2 separate regions of the Mus musculus genome follow, and region 2 is linked to region 1. Evidence: chromatin contacts called from public promoter capture Hi-C data. All regions are on one chromosome and are shown on one strand. Each heading gives the region's core, a stretch centred on a gene start, on an enhancer-like site or on the middle of the called end of the contact. The rest is flanking DNA. Distances are from core to core; before and after follow the strand shown. Region 1 has its middle 13 kb from the start of Fam117b. Region 2 has its middle 30 kb from the start of Cd28.

Region 1 (4,118 bases), core at 1,200-3,699:
TTGCCTTGCCTGATGCTTCTGGCTAGTCCAGCCATTCCTCTTGTGTGTCCTCATTGTCATTTACATCTATAGGCACTAGTTTCAACTCAAAGCAAGAGGTTGAGATGGGCAATCCTGTCAACTTGAGAGAATCCAGAATCACCTTGGAAACACATCTTTGAGCATGCCTGTGGTGGATCATATCAATCAGCTCAGCCTCTAGGCAATGCTTGTGTGAAATTGTCTAGATTCAGTTAACTGAGGTCGGGAGACCCACTCTGCATGTCATCGCCTCGGTACCAAGGAGAATGAGCCACATTGTTGATCAATCTTTGCTTCCTGTCTGTGGATGCAGTGCAGCTAGCCCTCTCCTACCCTGCCATCCTGCCTTCTCCTCCATTATGGAGTATATCCCCTTGAACTATAGCCCAAAATAAAGCACTCTCTCCTTTTACACAACCCTCAGTTGCTCCCTTAACCCTTCCTGCCCCCAAGTCTACAGGGAGCCCCTTCACAAAAATCTCTTTCTTGGTATATGGGAGGAATTCAGTTTGCCGTAGGGACTCTTGATAGATTCTGTCTCTCTCTTATCTTCTCCAGCTGCCTCTCCTTCATCTGCAGTTTTCCAAGAAACAAGGAGCTTCCTAGATTAGTCTTCTGGCCCTCTGCTTTCCACCGATAGGTCATCTCCTGAGTCAACCCTCTGAGGACTTTCCTTGTCTTCCTTTTCCAAAACCCCCATAAATTTATCTCAGCAAACATTTTTCATACCCAAAGCACCCTTATTTGTTGGTTATCCCCTTTTCTCCAGATTTTTTTTATTGTACTAAAATACATATAATATATAATGTATTACTTCAGGGCAAGGGAGATAGTTCAATGAGAGAACACTGGTCTAGCATGTGTGGGGCCATGGGTTTGATACCCAGGACACCTCAAAAATACTTCCTCGTCTACAGTTTAGTACGATTTGCATGACTATCTGTGCAGCCTTCTCCAGAAAGATCTTTCTCAACACACTGAAACACCCCCTCCCCCTCCCTCCTGCTCCTGAAAACCACCATTGACTTTGTTCTTGTGATTCTAAGAACATCACACCCATGGTAGAGTTGTATAGTATTTGCCTACATATTCTTATTACATTTGTGTGCTTATTTATTCCGTGTATATGTGTGTGCATGGTGGTTCTCTCTCTCTGACACATGGGACCTGAGGAATGAACTCTGGCCATCAGACTTGGCAGCAAGTACCTTTACCCACTGAGCTACCCCCTGGTCCCAATTATCCTCTTCCATTCTAGCATTCCACTGATGGTCATTCACGCACCATGGAGATAACTGATCTTCACGCACCATGGCAATAACTGATCTTTACACATTGTTGCTGCTTTCTTAAAATTCCTTTTATTGGTGTGTGCTTTCATGATAGACACATTCCTCGAATGTCAAGTGACTCCCACAGAATAGTTGGTTGTTAACTCTGAATACTCAGATGAGATTTGCCTCCTGGGGGCGTTTACTTTTGGAATCATCAACTAGGCTCCCTCTGCTTCTCCTAGGACCTTCACCTAGGACTGCCACATGACTTTTCTTTTCTCTGTCTCTGTCTCTGTCTCTGTCTCTGTCTTTCTCTGTCTCTGTCTCTGTCTCTCTCTCTTTCTCTGGTGTTGACTTTGACTACAATGTTCCTGCCCAGAGTTCTTAGAACCAAGTGCAGGAGCTAGCTTCAACCCCTCAAGCCCAAGGTAGACTAAAATTGATGGGAATATTTTTCTGGAAAAAAAATTCCTTGAGTTAAAATTATGGCTCCCAGGGGTATACATGTTAAAACCTGATAGGTTCCATTGCAATTTTGGACGTGTCCAAAGAACAGTTCCAGTGTGGTTAAAAGAAACCAAGAAAACACTATCTATCAGCTTACATGGCAGCACAGTTTGATGAAGTACTTTCTTTTTTTCTTTTCTTTCTTTCATTTTTGTTTTGTTTTCTTTTGTTTTCTGAAACAGTGTTCCTCTGTAGCCCTGACTGTCCTGAAACTCTGTAGACCAGGCTACCCTGGAACCCACACGATCTTCCTGCATCTGCCTCCCTAGTGCTGGGATTAAAAACCATGTGCCGCCACACCCTGGCTATGAAGTGCTTTCTTATGGCATTAATGTTTCAAGAGACAAAATCAACTGAAATAAACTCTGCTTTTCCATGTATCCCATTTGACTTTGAAATCAGTGTTAACATCACTTACCTGAAAGATTAAATTCTTTATCTTTCTAGAAAACATTAGATTATCATTCAAAAAACAGACCTTTCATTGGTAGTGTGGTAAAGGCAAAGAAAAAAGCAAAAAAAGGAAAGCTCCTGAGAAGTGCTTTGTTTTAGTTATCTGCAGGAACCTAAGGAACTAACTAAAAGGAAGGTCCCGAAACCACATGACCTTTGGCAACTGATAGCTGAGTTTATGACTGAAGTGTTGCAGGGCTCTGTCCTCAGGGTGATGATTGCCCTGGAGGTTATGAGAGAGAAGCAGACAGAAAGCTTGAGGAGACATAGCTTGGAGAGCAGCTGACTTACCGCCAGGCCATAGGTGACCTATCCAATATCACCCAACTAGGAAGTAGGTTTTTTCCTTTTTAAAAGTTGCTGTTCATCTGACCCCCAAAAGGTTGCTAAATTCCACACTACACAGCAGACAGTAAGAAACTCTTTATAAACTCCAGAGAGGCCAGGCCTCAGCCAGAAATAGACATTTTGCTTCCAAAATGATTAGGAGGAAGTCTTTAAGTTTTCTGTCTCTATGGTGACAACTTGATGGGGAGAGTTGAGGACTAGTCTGTGAAATATGCCTTGCCCTTTCAAATTCTGTAAAAGCCACTCACAGAGAGCTCCCTGACACCAATCACTGCTGTGCTGAGCCGCAGCAATCATTTTACCATTGCCAAATGGGAGCTGGGAAGCACAACCAAGAAAGCACATGCAAGCCACAATGCACTAATTCATTCCTCCTGATCCTTCCAGCCTGTAGGTACAGAGGGATTTTGCTACTCAGTTAACTGCCGTGTGTTGCACATGTGCAATTCAACAGCATTGCGCTTCTATAATGTACTCTGTTCTTTACACTGCCGATAAGTGTGTGTGAGTGAAGGCTGTTCAGAGCTCTACGATCACTGCATTCACTAATGATTAGAACTATTTGTTTTTTCAGACAGACTTTTAGGATGTTGCCCTAGCTTGCTTGGAACCAGCTATATTGACCAAGCTGGCTTTTGACCTTGCAGTAATTTTTCTACCTCTGCTGTGATGTACAGTATATGCTACCATGCTTACCTAGGTCCTGTACTGTCTTCCTGTGTGTGTGTGTGTGTGTGTGTGTGTGTGTGTGTGTGTGTGGTTGGGTGGGTGTGTAGTGTGTTGTATAGGTATGCCAGGGCATGTGTGTAGAGGGAACAGAACAACTTGTGGGAATTAGTATTTTCCTTCTACCATACAGGTCCTGGGATTCAGACTTAGATTGTCAAGTTTGGTGGGAGGTGCCTTTACCAGCTGAGCCATCTTGTGGGGGCCCTGTCCTTTATATCCCCTGTCTTAATATCACTTAATCAGAACACAGAATTAATTCAACCGGCAGAGTACCAGATCACTGCTTCCTGTGACGTATGGTAAGTATACATACCTTAGCCCTGTCTCTGCTGTTCATTGTCAGTTGAGGAAATGACCTGAGCTATGGTACTCAGTGGGGTGACTTAGGTCCCTGGCACAAGAATAAAAAAGATTGTGTGCAGCATTCAGGAGCCTGAGGCAGGAGGACTGCTTTGAGTTTGAGGTCAGCCTGAAAAACAAAAACTTATTCCATTTGAGGATAAGTTTGGCTATACAATGAGACCCTATCTTGGGGGTGGGGGGGATGAACAAACTATAGTTGGTCCCCCCTTTATCACTCCTCCCTTTTTACTGGAAACAAAGGCCTAATCAAGATTGTGTATTTAGAAAACTAAGGTTTTGTTTGATTCAGCCCCTAAGTAGCTATAATTGCTAAGGGCATAATGGCTTCTTTTTGCAACTCTCTAGGGAGAAGATTATCACTGGAGTAGCAGTCCTCTGGCCTATAATACTCCTATCCTACTAGTGGGTGTGTATGTGTGTGTA
Region 2 (4,118 bases), core at 1,153-3,652, 820 kb before region 1:
TGGCTGAGAAATCAGCTCTGCTCTTGCATGTATCCATCCTAGGGTGCACCAGAGAAATGCAGCGATGTTTAAAAGAGTGATGGTTTGGAATGAAATTTCTGAGTCTAGTGAAAGATCAAGATGTCCACTCCTAAGCTAACTGAAACCTGCTACCATGTATGTCCCTTTCTTTCACTATAGAATCCCCAAAGACAGCAATGTAGAGGATTCCAAGCAAACTGTCTGTGAGAGGAGTCTGGCTACCTGCAGAAAACAGAAGCATTGGAGCCATAAGGCCATGTTCCCAGTTGAAGGTGACACTAATCTACTGAACACCCAAGTCACTCCCTTGGTATAAAAGCCCATTGGGCAACTGGAGCCAGGGGGCTGTCCCTAAATCTGATGCCTGTCTTTGGATCTCATTTCCCTAACTAAGCTGCCTTGTCTGGCCTCAGTGGGAGTGGATGTGTTTAACTCTGCAGAGACTTGATGTGCCAGGGTTGGGAGATAGCCAGGGGGACCTCCGCCCTCTCAGAGGAGATGGGGAGAGGTATGGGGGAGGGACCTTGTGAAAGAGAACTGGAGGAGGTGAGGACAGTGATCAGAATATTAGATAGATAGATAGATAGATAGATAGATAGATAGATAGATAGATAGATAGATAGATAATGGAAAGGGAGGAAAAGCCTTTCGGGACTACCTGACAAGCACCCAAATTGATTGGAGCTAAAGACAATGGTGTGTTTTCCTACCTCTTTCAACAGTCTGCAACTAAGCAGGTCAGATCAGGACTCAAAATGTCAACTGAAGAATCAGGAACTCAGTTACCTTCCATCAAGTCACCACACTCTTCTCTTTCAGGCCACAAGCCAGAAACTGGAGTATTTCTGCTTATTTCCTATCGACGAATGCTTAGTCACATGACCAATGTAGCTTCATGGTCGTTCCCATTTCCATACTCAGAATTCAATGATAATGAACAAAATGGAAATCAATACCAAGAGACATCCAGGAGTCTACCACACTCCTCAGCTTTCTGATTGTTTCACTTAATGATAGATATGTTATCAGAAGACATAACCTCTTGTCTTACATAACTGTTGTAGTACCCATCCCTCCCAAATTACTCTGCTCATTAGACCTGTGTTAGTTGGATCCACTGACATACTAAGGCATGAAAGATCCTAAAGAATGGAGCCAGGGTTCTTGTGCACAACTGTGTGATAACATCTGGCCAGATGTGTAAGCAAGCTTGCTCTTACCTCTGGAGTCTACCTTGATGACCACAATACCCAACTATTGACCCCATGGTTGTGAGGGTCACCTTGTTTCATTTTGTCTTCCTTTCCCTATACATAATAGGAGAATTATCCAAGGTGACTCCCAGACAACTTCAACATTGGAAAGGAAAGAGAATGTCTCCACACTTCAACTGAAGGTAAACTAGTCCAAGAAAGGACTTACATGTCAACTTGGAACTTCTCTGAGAGCTTCTGGGATGGTACCAAGAAAGAAGCTATGTACAGAGGAGGCTTGGGAGTGACTGGGCCAGTTCCCTTCTTGTGTCCTTTGGAGTTGCTGACTTCTAAAGGCACAGAGAATTCCTGACTGGGACTTCCCTCTGGCTTCCACTCACTGAGGAGGAATGGAAGAAGACTCTCTGGTGAGTGGATTAGAATCCCACCTGGTGTTTACACCAAGCTACAGGATGTGCTTAACATCCTGGCATGAATGGGCCAGTGCTTGGCGGCAATGAACAGCACCTGCTTCGAGTATCTACTTGGCCAAATAAACGAACGATACTCGAATATCAAGTAATTTAAGAACCAAATATATGGATGCTCAATAGCTCAAAGACCTCTGAAAGGCAAAGCAGTAGTGGAAACCACATCGATACAAGTTCTTCCTAAAGGAATGAGAAAAAGACGTAAATTTGTTTCTGTGCTATTAGCAGAAATCATGATATACTGCAACTAAATCATTACTGTTTTGGAAAGAAAAGATACTTGAGGTAAGAAATATTAATAAACAACCTATACTCAACATAGACCTATAAACCACAGAAATGGGAAGATTTAACCAGTCTCACACCTGGTGTTTATGGGTTTTGTTTTTTACAGCACATTTATTGGGGCATATAAATACAGAATATTTATATAAATACAGAATACAGATAATGTATATACATGCCATCGAACCTTAACAATATTTTAATTACAAACCTATTCCAAAGTCCAACCTAGGTCAGGAAACATTAGCACATCCTTTTCCTGTTTCTGCCTTATCCGAAAACTGGAACAAAACTCTTGGAAGGGATCCAGAGTATCAGGAAGAAATTGTTTTAAGTGTTGCTATGCATGAGCCAGGCAGCAGAGCAGCATGAGCTGACCTCCATAGCTGAGGCTCTTCCTATGTAATAATAACGCAAGTCCTAAAAAGACTCTGCTGTGCTCATTTCTGGCAGTGGGCAAGGGAATTTGTACAAATGGCTGACTCTCAGATCGGCTGTCACTCCTTCCTCTACTCCACACAGCCCCGTTAGCACTTACCTCATTCATTACACTGTAATTATTTGTTCACAGGCCTGTCTCCAGGACATGGAAAGGAGTTAAGAACACTAGCTCTGCAGCCAAACTGTCTAGATTTGAATCATAGCTCTGCCGCTAGCTCGTTTCTGTGGCTCTGAGCAAGTCCCTTAACTTGGCCAAGCTTCTGTTTTACCATCGCCAAAGCCCAGTTAATAATAGGTCATTAGAGTGTCAGCTGTGCAAACCTCGTGACAAATGGATGAAAGCCACATCCATCCTTAAAGAACATCTTCAGTAACTATTAGTGTTCTCACTTAGAGTAAAATCACTCATCTGTGTATTCCTGTCCCCAGTGTGCCTGACTCCTGAAGGCAAGAGAAACAGGGTAAGAAAGACAATGTCCTCGGCTGGTCTGCTACAGTGCACTAGTGGGACTTCTCTACTGTGTACACTAAAGAAGAATAACCAGGCATCTGTGGCCCAGCTCCAGCCATCTTCCTCTTAGGCAAGAGATGCCCTCACAGGGTATAACCCAAACCCTACATTCCCAGCTTCATCTTAGTGGGCAGACCCACATTTTTCCTCCCCAAAAGAAAGCAACTATTCTCTGTTTTCCTTCAAGAGCTAGCTTTGGTGCTGTCTCTGGGTCTCACTGGGAAAGATGAATTCCAGGTGGTGCTGGCAGAGTCACAGGTCCCCACACTGAGCTCTTCCCTGCAACCTAAACTGATCAGTCATAAGCAGGATAGTTTGACTTCCATCTGCCCTTCAGTGTGTCGTTTCTCAACATGTCCTGCTCATTGTGCCTCTAAGACTAAACAGAGAGGGATGGGGGAGGAGAGGGGAAAGGGAAGGGGAGGAGGAGGACTAGTTCTGCATCCAGATGGTAGCACACATCTGCAATCCCAGAAGCAAGGGGATTGAGGCAGGAGGACCACAAGTTCAAAGCCAACCTGAACTATGTATCAGGATCCTGGTCTTGGAAAAAGTAAAAAATTCAGATTTCTAATTTTTCCTGAGTTTAATGAAGTGTTGCATATGGGAGAAACTGAAAGGCAGACCTTGGCAGTACTGAAGAATTGAAGAGACCAGGTTTGACCTGTTCTGACCACTTTGGGCAGTATAACCTGGACTCTCTTGAACCTTTTGCCTTCTGTTTGGATTCCATCAATTACATGAGACTCTGTGGGTAGGAGGAGAGAAACCTAAGCATTTGTCAGTCTACCCTTGCCCTGACTGACTAGGTTTGACACTTATGGCAAACCTCTACATAGCTCTCACTCTGACTGTGTGGCCCTCTCTGCAGATCTAGCTCTTGCTGGGTTCTCCCCACTTGTCCCCAATGTCCCCTCAAGTCTAAGAGCAGTAACAGCTTTCCAACATGCCTAGTTTCCTTGGTCCTCCCATACTCATGTTATCTCTATTAACCCTTTCCACACTTCTGAAAGGTGTCCCTTTGTTAAAAATCTCTTTAAGGATGCTGGGCATGGCTGGCTCGTGCCTATACTATTGTTACATGGGCAGGCGGCAGGAGGATCACTGTAAATTCAAAGTCAACCTCATCTATATAATGAGTTCCAAGCCAGCCATGGTTTTATATATATCAGGTCA

Evidence for each region. Promoter capture Hi-C pulls out the DNA fragments that hold promoters and counts their contacts.
Region 2: a contact with region 1 is called in a promoter capture Hi-C map of liver, with 2.4 times the contacts expected there. The contact joins two enhancer-like sites.

What each region holds. Positions count from the first base shown.
Region 1 is chr1:59,898,177-59,902,294 of GRCm38.p6, reverse strand. No RefSeq gene overlaps it. Among named protein-coding and RNA genes, the nearest start is that of Fam117b, 13 kb to the left of the region's middle. Within about 2 kb of position 2,449, at least 16 of the 459 cell types and tissues checked have an H3K27ac peak or open chromatin away from gene starts, as enhancers often do. A contact at or near this core is called in liver, where this site is marked.
Region 2 is chr1:60,714,290-60,718,407 of GRCm38.p6, reverse strand. No RefSeq gene overlaps it. Among named protein-coding and RNA genes, the nearest start is that of Cd28, 30 kb to the left of the region's middle. Within about 2 kb of position 2,402, at least 39 of the 459 cell types and tissues checked have an H3K27ac peak or open chromatin away from gene starts, as enhancers often do. A contact at or near this core is called in liver, where this site is marked.